3 separate regions of the Sus scrofa genome follow, and all the other regions are linked to region 3. Evidence: chromatin contacts called from public Hi-C data. All regions are on one chromosome and are shown on one strand. The core of a region is the stretch at or near the end of the contact, and the rest is flanking DNA. Distances in the headings are between cores, read along the strand shown.

Region 1 (3,944 bases), core at 434-2,933, 370 kb before region 3:
AAATAACTACTGGAGATGTAGTGTAGAACATGACAAATATAGTTAACATTGCTGTATGTTATATATGAAAGTTGTTAAGTTCTCATCACAAGAAAAAATTTTTTTTTCTATTACTTTAACTTTGTATTTATATGACATGATGGGTGTTCACTAAAATTATTGGGATAATCATTTCATGATGTATGTAAGCTAATTCATGAGGTACATCTTAAATACATGTAGTACTGGAGTTCCCGTCTTGGTGCAGTGGTTAACATATCTGACTAGGAACCAGGGATTCGGGTTCGATCCCTGGCCTTGCTCAGTGGGTTAAGGATCCGGCATTACCGTCAGCTGTGGTATAGGTTGCAGAAGCGGCTCGGATCCCACGTTGCTGTGGCTCTGGCATAGGCCGGCGGCTACAGCTCTGATTTGACTCCTAGCCTGGGAACATCCATATGCTGCGGGTGTGGCCCTAGAAAAGACAAAAAGATGAAAAAAAAAAAAATACATGTAGTACTGTATGTCAACTATATCTCAATAAAACTGCAACAAAAAAAATATTGTAAGAACCAGGTATTGTAAACAAATTTCTCATTACACAGTTTCCAAGTTACTATTGACACTGCAAGAAGGGCTCCATCATTAGAATCTAACCTACCCTGAATCATAGAAAGAGAATGGAATCCAATCAAAAACCTTGGCCTTGAATATCAATGATTTCCTCCTAGATGAAGAGTTGTTACCTTCTTTGGCATCTCATCATGTACAGACTACTTTACTTTGCATCTTCTCTAAATACTTTGTTTAGCCCTACTCATTGTCCCCTAACCTTTAAATTAGCTATGTCTGTTAAAAGCAATTTTCACATATTGTGACTGAAGGTTCATTTAGTCAACAAATATTTGTCACACACTGTGTATTGAATATTGTTTTTACTAGAAATATAGCAACATACAAAAGAGGCAAAAAGCCATATCCTTGTAGTCTTGCTACATTCTAGTTTACATACTAGTGGGGAAAGAATATATCAAACAGGATTAACAAGAAACATATCATAAGTTAAGCCAAGCTAAATATTTAAGAAGGAAAAGGTAGTAAAGGAAGATAGATGGTTTAGTGGTGGGGAGAGCTGTTGAGTTTTGATGGGGTGACTAGGAAGGGAACAGCTATAGCAGGGAGCTATGTGATCATTTGGAGAAAAGGGCTCAAGAAGTGAAAAAGTTCCAAGGCAGGAGAGTTCTGGAATGTTTATTGGAGGAATCCAGTGTGGCTGGAGTAGATTGGACACCCTGAACAGTGACCCAAGATGAAGTCTAAGAAACAAAGAATGTGTATATTAGGAAAAGATCATGTGGATTTAAATATAAGGAAGGCTTATGCTGTGAATGAAATGGGAAGCCATTGCAAGGTGTTCAATAGGACAGTCATGTTCTGGCAGATTTTAATAGAGTTGCATTGGCTGCTAGATCAACAGTCATATTAAAATGTGCAAAAGCAGAAGCAGAGACCAGACAAAGAGGCCAATGCAATAATTCAGGGGGAAATCAGTGACTTGAATCTGTTGGTATCAGTAGAGATTGTGAGTGGAGATTAGATCTTGAAGGAAGAAGATTTGCTAGTAAATGAGGTATTAAGTGTGACAGAAATGGAGAAGTGAAGACTGATTCCTTGTTTTGGCTTGAGCTACTGGAAGCATTTTAGTTTCCATTAAGTCAGATAGGAAGATCCCTGGTGGGGCAGGCTTAGTGGAGGGTGTAAGGGAAACTAATATCAAGAGTTTAGTGCTATTCATTTTAGGTTTGGAGATGTCCATTAAACATTCAAATGAAAAGGCTGAGTGGGCAGTTGGATTTGTAAATTTGGAATTCAGAAGAGAGATGTGAACATATAATTTGAGAGTTAGCATGTAGAGGCATTTAAAGCCATGAGACTGATGATCCATTTCATACAAATTGTGACAGACTTCTGTCATCGCTAGGGAAGTTTATCATATTAAATTTCAAGAGTAATGCTATTTTTAAGGTAATGCTATTTTAGGGTAGTGCTAAAATCTCTGTGCTTTTTAGAACTCAGTATATTTCTACAGGCTTAGAAGAGTTAGTCCTAGCATTTATTACACAAAAGATAGAATAATGCTTACATTAAAATCAAAAATGAAAAAGAAGTATGCAAAATTATATGCATTATATAATCAGAAAAGTGTAAAAGATGCTTAGACAAAGATGTGAAGGAAATACAAAATTTTTTATTTTGATTATCTTAGGCATTAGGATTATGGATACAATTTTCTAATTTTTTCTTTAATTCATTCTCCAAATTTTCCATAAAGTATTAATTTTTTTTAAAAAAGTGGGCAAAAAAATAAAGTTCCAAGGTTATGCAAATAAAAATTTCTTCCTGTGTGCTGATGAGCCAATCAGATATGTAACAGAACCCAGTGACTAACTGCACTGCATTTCATCATTTGTGATTATATATTATATGATATAAAACATAAAAATGAAGATGAAGGGCATTCACCAATCTTATCTGGATATCATATAAACATATGTGGTTTATTGACAGCTTATCAATACCTGAGACCAGGTGTTCTAGAGAAATAAGAATTAAAGAGGTCTCATAACCAGCCTGGTCCAAGGAGCTCACTATATTCAGGCTGCTCATTATTTCCACATCAACTTGGTGCAATTTCCAGCTCCTGTTTTGGTCTCTGATCTCCTTCTCCAGCACACAGGCTCCCTTTGGGATTTCTTTTTTAACGCAAACTTTCACCATGGGGTTTTTTCCCACCTTGTTATTCCAGACACACTGAAGGGTTTTGATTCTTCAAGGTTTATTTCAAAGTGCTTCAAAGAGGGACCTCCTGAAGTGGTATAAAATAGATTTAACAATACCAACCTCCCTCATAAGGCTGCTGTGAGGAATAATAATATAAAAGACTACAAAGCACTTTGTAAATATAAAGTTCTATACAAATGCTTAATAATAATTACTGGGCATAGCACAACGCAGTCTTTTGTGTGTTCATATTAAGTGCCAATGTGTTGGATAAGTTTCCTTCCTCCAGTCATTCTTCTATATTTATAATAAAAATGTTTTATTTAAAATCATGTATAGAACCTCCTCATGCTCCACACCTTGGATGTGTTTACAAGCAAGAACCGAAACAATGTCAGCTGGTGGGAAAAGAATCAGGTTGTCTTGGGTGCAGCTCTCTTTATGTTTGAAGATGCTTTGGCACAGTAGGGAAACCAGAGATGTATAACCTCATGGTATTTTTTTTTTCTCTGAATGGTTAGATACATATATCTGTCCATTGACAGGGCAGTACTTTCTGCATTCAGATCAATATGAAGATTTGCTTAAGTTATGCAATCACATCTCTGTTTTTGTCGATACAAGGGAATCAACCTTACTCTTCAAATTTTCATCAATTGGCACTGAAATTAAATAGCTTCAGATTTCTTGTGTTATTACAAGTTTCTTTAAACAATCCCTTTCATTCACCAGATTTTTACAGTCTTGGTCTATTGGTCTGTTTTCTCATTTGTAACCAAATCTTCCAAATATAGCATTCCTTCTGTGTCTGAAAAGTATCCATTTAAGAGACCATCTACCTTTGGCTAGTAGAATTCTCATGAAAACAAATCTGATCAAAATAGTTTTATTTAGAAATATTCTTATAATTCTTTTCTAAGATAAAATTTGGCCTAAATTATCTCCACAGTAATCCCCCAGTGCAGTAGCTATAAAGATAAACTTGACCAGTTTTCCAAAGCATAAGACTATATCCCTGTCACACTAAGATGCATAGAAACTGACAGGGGATAAGAATCCAAATGTAGGAAAGCTTTGTTTACTCCATGGACCAAAAAAATAAAAGGGAAATCTTTGCTATAAGAGAGGGTTTAATTTAATGTGGGAATCCCGTACTCTTCCTATCCCTAAGGAAAGATTTGTAC
Region 2 (3,898 bases), core at 28-2,527, 290 kb after region 3:
CATCAGCAATCCTGCAGGAAGATCACACAGGTAAAATAATATCTGAAGGGAAAGTCATTCAATGGACAATGATGCAGAACCCAACCTCCTGCCTTAAAGATTCCCTGAGATCCTCCCCACCCTCTGCCCCCAGTTTTTCCTTTAACAACTGTCCTGGCTGAGCAGAATCTTCAGAGTTAGTTTCTAGACACAAGTCCACCTTCTCTCCAGATAGCCTGCTTTTCTGATTAAAGCAACTTTTCTTTCTACTGACACTTGTCTCTCAAATTATTGACTTATGAGAAGCAAGCAGCCAAACCTAGGTTCAGTGAAGGAAGGGAGGAAAGGAGGAAGGAAGGACAGAGGAAAGGGAAAAGGAGGAGAAAGTGGGAACAGGGGGAGTGATGCCTTTCTGTGGTACCATAAACCTCTCCATTTGAATAACAAAACTGGCCAAAACGGAAAACTCCCTTTTGAAATTTACACTACGATATGAGGCAACAACCAAGGTTTCTGCATTGAAACAACTTCGCCACAGATTAATCTCAACATCTTCAACATAGTGATTCCCAGTCCTAGATGCACAGTGAGGCACTTAGCAAAATTTAAACTATACCGACGGTCCAGAAAACTCCCAAGATTTTGAGGGGATTGGCCTGGGGTGCAGCCTGGGCATCAGGAGATTTAAAAGATCCGGATGTGCAGGTATCCAGAGTCCAACACTGGACAGAAGACAAGAGCTGTTCCAGGCGCCTGTTTGAGCTGACTGCGCTTCAAGGAGACCCTGCTTCACTAGACCGCGACCTCCTGTGGAACCTCCAGAGCTTTCCCGGCATTTACTTAGTGAAACAGGGCCAGTGGTGGATTGAAGTCTCACATAGTAGCTCTCTGACACACTAATCAATTCCTCTCTCTCTCTCTTTCGGCTCTGATTCAAACTGCCTCAGGGAAAGAGACAAACAGCCGAGCCAAAGGACCGCGGCCACTGGATCACCTTTCTTTGACGAAAGAGCCAGAACCCGCCTTTCAGTAAGGCAGAGGCAGAATAGGAACGCGGCTGCCCTCTGGCGGCCTCTTGGGCGGCCTCTTTCCTGAAAAAGGAGTGTGAACGACTAATCAGACTTTCCCACTTGGTTGACATACTAGAAATAGGCTTAAATATCACTATAATGGAAGGGTTTTGTGGGGACAGAGAGAACTTTAAGGGAGAGCAGAGCCAGCCAGCCCTCCTGTAGGCCAAGTGGAACAAACACTTGCCTTCAAATCTTTCACCCACCTGTCTGCCTTCAAAGTTCTTTAAGGACTCAGGAGAGAGGTTAGCCCAAGAATAAGCGTTTTCTTCCCAGGAAGGCTCTAGCACAGTGGTTCTCAAGTTCAGTGGGCATTAAAATCACCTGGCGGGGGAGGTCCTATCGTGGCGCAGTGGAAACAAATCTCACTAAGAACCATGAGGTTGCAGTTCAATTCCTGGCCTCACTTAGTGGATTAAGGACCTGGGGTGAGCTGTGGTGTAGGTCGCAGATGCAGCTCAGATCTGGCGTGGCTGTGGCTGTGGTGTAGGCCGGAAGCTGCAGTTCTGATTAGACCCCTAGCCTGGAAAGCTCCATATTCCGCAAGTGAGGCCCTAAAAAGCAAAAAAAAAGAAAAAGAAAAAAAAAAAGTCACTTTGTGGGCTTGTAGAACTCTTGATCTTTGGGCCCTACTGCCCGGGTTTCCGATTTAGCCTATCTGGCTTTTGGGCCTGAGACTTTACCTTCCTAACAAATTCCCAAATGATAGTGCTGGTCCAGGGACCATACTTGGAGAAGCACTGGACAAACGGGCAAAGATCAGTTAATTCTTAGAAGCAATCTAATAAATCCATCAGAACTTCAGTCAAATGGAGACGAGACTGGGTGAAGTATCCATAGACTGGGCCACTGAGCAGGGTCAAAATATTTTGTCACTATGCAATTGTTCCTAAACATCAGTGGAGTAGCATAAGGCAGCCAAAAATACCAACAAAGAAGTGATCTGGATGACAATTGAACAAAAAATACCTCCTCATTGTTTTTGCCCAGTGTCCTCTGGGGGTCTCCAGGAAACATTGCATGTTCTATTGCCTAAACACCAAATCATCCCAATCTATTTAATTTAGAGGGAAGCAGACCCGATTCAAAAGCCAAAATGACAAGTTACAATAGATTTTAAACAGAGGATTTTCTATGGACAGAAGGCGATGAGAGATATATTAGTTTTCATTCCAACACCGCCACCTAGTGAAATTTTGTTTTAACATCAAACAACCTAAAATGGTGGTTTATTTTAACAGAAAAGGGCCACATCACTTGCCTACTGTGATACAACCCAAAAGGGTAAGTGAACAAAAACAGTATATTGTGGCATGCATAAGCCATTTTTGTATGAAAAGAGAGCAAAGATATTAGCTGAGGACTTTCATAAACCAAAAAATATGCACAGATTTCCCAAAGTAGTCTGATAAGAATAGGTAGTGAAAATGGGAACTTATATCAAAACATTATCTTCAAGTGCTGGGTGTATGTGCTAAAGCCTCAAGCCTCCTGATAATAATTGATAACTAATTATAGGAAAAGAAAAGAAAAATGCCTATGTTCTGTATAAATGTAAAATGATCCATATAATTGCACACCTTATAAACAAAACAGTTGAATAAGTCAAATTCTCTCTTCTCTACTATGGACCCCAGGAAGAGAGAGAGAGAGAGAAAGGAAAAAAGAGACACAAAATCACTGCTGTTGGCCCTGAGAAGGAAATGGAAAGTAAACCACTCAAGATGTTAAAAATCTGCTTTGCTGCCCACAAAATTTATATGCAAACCCCTGTTACAGGTGAGCTGATAGTTTAAGTAAGGGTAAGCATTCACTGAACATTAACAAGAAGCAATTTTATTTTTCCAACCACTGTTCCAAATGTGACTGATGGACTGCCACTTTCCTGCCTCACAATATCTCAGGCAGATTATTAATGTCTAATAATTTTCATGACTCATAAAAATACAATTTTACTGAGCCCCGGCAGGTAAAACTGGTGACCCACAGGGATGTAGCTCGCCCCTCCTCCTGGGACTCCCATGTCATGAAGCCAACCTGGGAACTTGTTAAAAAAGCAAATTCTTGGGCCTAAGTCTAGAAAGAAAGCCCCTCTCAACATCTGCAACATGAGGTTAAATGTAGGATCTCCTATTCTGTTGTTCAATTGTGATATCAATGTAACTGCCTTCATACTACGCATTGCTTGGTCTCAAACTGTTCCTTGGATGTTTTTATAAATATTGTGGAGAACATTTTACCTAGCCCATATTTCCTACCCCAAGAGAGATTTCAATATGTCCAGGCTTTTTAAATTACATTTAAGAAAGTATTTCTAATTCTACAGAGAACCCCTGAATATATCATATTTCAGTACCTTCAATTAAGGTTTTATTAAATTGTGTTTCTATTTCTCATATCAAGAATCCCTCTTCTAATAAATCTTCATTGAATTTTATATATGCTCAGCACTCTGCTTTGAAGGAAGGATAAGTACCTTAGGTTGGGTTCCCAAGAGGCAGATTCTGATATGAGAATTCATGAGTGATTTATTAAGAAGGTGCTCCCAGGAGAAATCAGAAGGGAGTAGGGAAAGCAGATCAGAAATGAAAGCCATGCAAGGATATGTTTCAGACTAAGTCCCACGGAGGGTGTCCTTGACCTGATCCTGCAAGGAACTCTGACATTTATTCAAACAAGAAATGAGGGGACTGAGCATTCATACTCCCAAGCACATTGCTCTTGAGATAAAGAGCCTGAGGTCGCCTGGCAAAGTAGGTTCACAAGTGCTGGTCACTGGAAGCAAAACCACACCAAAGCTACAAAATGACCAACAGCTGGATGAAAGGGATCCAAGGGAATCTGACTGG
Region 3 (3,532 bases), core at 423-2,922:
GATATTATTTAATCATTTCAGTAGAAACACAACTAACTTGGATTTACAAATTGAACAGGTAGTTAAGTTGAAATAACATTTCCTAGTTATTTTACTAATAGCAGCCTTCATTTTTCACTGTATTTGAGCAAGGTGAAATAAAAATGGATAAAAATGGCATACCCATTGGACAAAAAAAAAAAAATTTTCTTTTTCTTTTTCCCAAAGTCTATAGATATAATTTAAAGGAAGGATATAGCATATACCCTCAATCCTAGTCACCCAGCATTTCTGGTGTCTGCTTATTCCTTGGGAAAAATTCTGAATTGTGATTGAGGCCAGAAAGGGAGATAGGGGACTGAGGGTTAAAATAGAGTTGAGATCAGGGCTGAGGCCAAAGGGAAAGGACAGAAGGAGAGATGGAGGCAAGTAAAAACAAATTGGAGCTGAAGTCAGAGCAAGACAGAAGAATTTGTCTAATAGAATAGGTTGAAGGTTAGTGAAAAATGGAGACAGAAAAGTGAAATCATGAGAAATCATCCCAATTGTTTTAGGATTCCAGAGTATCCAGTATATTCTCCTCCAAAATAATCCAGATAGTAAAGTCCTATCACATCATTTATAAAGTTCTTAAAGTTCCAGCCAGATAAAAACACATGACAAAAAAGTTCATTATATCTTCTACTGATTAACTGGAACAGAAAATACTGAACACATAATATTAATACTTCCAGTAAACCAGAAAGGTATATAAAGCATATTAATCTAGTAACCTTTTTTTTTTTTTTTTAATCTTCTTCTTAAATTCTTAGGAGAAGTGATCACTTAAAAGTTAGGAAAGTAAGTGTGAATTTTCTTCCCTCAGGTTTTCAGTAGTTATTGTCCTCAAAATATTTGGGATATTAAGAAAGTCACTTATAATATCCAAAAGTATAACCATCTTTCCAAAAGGGAGTGTCAGCAAAAATGTTAAGTCATGATCATACTCCATAAATAATTTCTTTCCCAAACAGGTTAAACAAGTAACTGAACAAAGGAAAGAAAATAATACTCAGAACTATGAATCTTGTAATATTGGTGTCTATGTTGACTCAGATGAATCTCAAAATATCAAAAGCATTGGTTTCATAAAGTGTGCCCTCAATATGTTTTGATATTTCAAATTGTATATTGTATAATATTGATTATTAGCTCTTGTCTGATAATGATAACAAAAAGAAAAAAATGTTTGTGTATGTCCTTATGTGAATTACCTTGGATTTTGCAAATTCAGATAAAGGCCAAATATGGACCTAGTTCTGCCCTCACCATCTTAGGCAATGAACACAAGCTACTTATTTTCAAAATCTTGAAGCAGAACGTAAAATCCTTTTATAAGACTTCGATAACTATGATAACTAATATCAACTTCTGAAATGATATGTACACTTATTCACTAATGTCATATTCAATCTAATTTATTTCTATGCCCATTAAACTTTCATAATAAATAATGACTTGGCCACAGATCCTAGATTTGACCTGTTGGTTTGACCAAGGAAACCTTGGCATCTCATTCCCAGTACACTGAACAGCTGAGTAGAAATAGCCTGCAGCTGGTGTCAGATTGGTTCACAGCAGCTCATATGCAACAGGCAACCTGATCACAGTGCTTTACTGAGGTGCATTATTTATGGCCCTTGGCAACTGCCAGTCACATTACACTGCATTACGCAAGTATTGCATCTGTGGTTCAGGATTGGGGGAGAAATAGACTTTATTAGATACAGGTCATATTCAATAAGAAAAAAAGATAAATAATTCATATGTGAACATGAGAATAGTGCTTTAACATCTATCTAAAAGCTATTAATAATTATTCCTTAAGTGTTGAAGCAATAGGTGCTATTTTTATGCAAAGTTTTAGATCACAAATCACATTGGAATGGGAATTAGATATTTCTGGTTCTGGCCAGGTCTGAGTCATTTTGTAAAAATCCCTAATAATAATTGTTTCCACTGCTGGCACTGCCCATCTGCTGCTATGCCAACCTGGATAAGAGCAGCTGTGTACATGGGTGTGAAGGGTCAGCAGGGTGTGCCTGTGGTTGAGCTGAAGACTTCCACAGTTCAAATGTTGTGTTCTTATGCAGCAAGTCCTAGAACCTGTCAGCTTTCATTGGGAATAGAGTGTTTCTTAGAATACACTGATGGTAGAGCTACATATTTTTGTCCCATTCTAAAAATTTTTAATACCCAATACCCCTAGTATATCTGCTCAGATACAAAAATCAGATTTTTCCCAAAGAATATTTATAACTATTCCCCACTAGATGTAACAGGATCCTGTCAAAGTGTCTTGAATGCATATTCTTCTAAAGATCAAAATAATGCAATGAAGAGTTATTCAGGAGCAGTTACCAACATAAGAGCCCCATCTCTCATTTTGGTTATTTAGCTTGGTGTTTTCCTGATAGTGGTTACTTAGTTTGGTATATTTTTCTATAAGCAGATTTTATGTTTCTTAAGGAAAGCTAAAAGAACCCAGACAGAAACTGGAAGAGAAAAGTAGGAGAAAGATGACTAAATACTGTTAAGAAATCATTCAGGTTTGGTAAGCCAAATACAGTTTTGGCAGGCACAAATTTCATTACAAGTGACTTAAACAAAACATCAAAAAGATCTTACTTTTTTGAGGGGGAGGTCCCCATGCACCCTCTCTCCATGCAACTATTATAGAGTACAGTAAAATATATAATACTTCCAAATTTTTATATCTTCCCCTCTGTGAAGCTGGGGATCATCTCAATCAATTCTTGTATTCACTGATGTTCACCATTTAGTAGATACACAAACATGCTTTCTCAATGAGTGATGACTGAAAGAATAAATGAACAGTCTTAAAGCATCAGTCAATGTTTTAATTATCCTCAGGAGCTAGAGGTCCTTGGAAGCCATTTTGGAAAAAAAAAAAAAATCCTAAGGAAATTCCTTAAAAAAAGAATAACATACAGGCACTAGTATTTGGTTTAGGTTCTTTACCAGCCTCAGATGTAAACTGTCATATCTATTTTAATACTTAAATTGACTGCTAGCAAATATTCTTTGCCAAAAATAGTGGACCCTCTAGTATCTCTCCCCTCTTCACCTTACCTTGTACAGCACATCTGGAAATCTTACTCATACTAAAGAATCAGTTTTCCTTTGATATTTCCTGAGGCTGTAACGAATTTCTCAGAAAGCTATATTGGGAAAGATTTGCTTTTTTGACTATAAATTGATGAGGTGAAATCTTGTTCTACAAAAAAAGCTTTAACAATTTTATTGAGATATATTTCAAATATACTACCATTCCCCATTTTAAAAAGTGTGATTCAATGGTTTTTAGCATATTCACAGAGTTGTTCTGCAAATTTTAATGCTTTCCTATTCATTTCCTGTAGCAACCTTGCTGGCCCATATATATTTCCACAGATCACAGTGATTCCTTCAGGAAGGAGAATTCAGCTTCTAATGGTACTCAAAGTCAAGGGTACTCAAGGCTTAAAGAGTCTAGATTATGACTCCATGCTTT

What was found. Hi-C and Micro-C count contacts between places; a contact is called where the count stands out from the background.
Region 1: a Hi-C map of skeletal muscle shows a contact between it and region 3, with 6 times the contacts expected there. The contact joins two enhancer-like sites. A contact is called at or near these places in 1 of 47 Hi-C or Micro-C datasets (skeletal muscle) and 1 of 2 datasets of contacts at active chromatin or transcription factors (skeletal muscle).
Region 2: a Hi-C map of skeletal muscle shows a contact between it and region 3, with 4 times the contacts expected there. The contact joins two enhancer-like sites. A contact is called at or near these places in 1 of 47 Hi-C or Micro-C datasets (skeletal muscle) and 1 of 2 datasets of contacts at active chromatin or transcription factors (skeletal muscle).

Annotation. Positions count from the first base shown.
Region 1 is chr15:86,365,685-86,369,628 of Sscrofa11.1, reverse strand. No RefSeq gene overlaps it. Among named protein-coding and RNA genes, the nearest start is that of UBE2E3, 100 kb to the left of the region's middle. Within about 2 kb of position 1,683, at least 1 of the 83 cell types and tissues checked has an H3K27ac peak or open chromatin away from gene starts, as enhancers often do. A contact at or near this core is called in skeletal muscle, where this site is marked.
Region 2 is chr15:85,702,945-85,706,842 of Sscrofa11.1, reverse strand. No RefSeq gene overlaps it. Among named protein-coding and RNA genes, the nearest start is that of CWC22, 99 kb to the right of the region's middle. Within about 2 kb of position 1,277, at least 5 of the 83 cell types and tissues checked have an H3K27ac peak or open chromatin away from gene starts, as enhancers often do. A contact at or near this core is called in skeletal muscle, where this site is marked.
Region 3 is chr15:85,993,576-85,997,107 of Sscrofa11.1, reverse strand. No RefSeq gene overlaps it. Among named protein-coding and RNA genes, the nearest start is that of CWC22, 390 kb to the right of the region's middle. Within about 2 kb of position 1,672, at least 9 of the 83 cell types and tissues checked have an H3K27ac peak or open chromatin away from gene starts, as enhancers often do. A contact at or near this core is called in skeletal muscle, where this site is marked.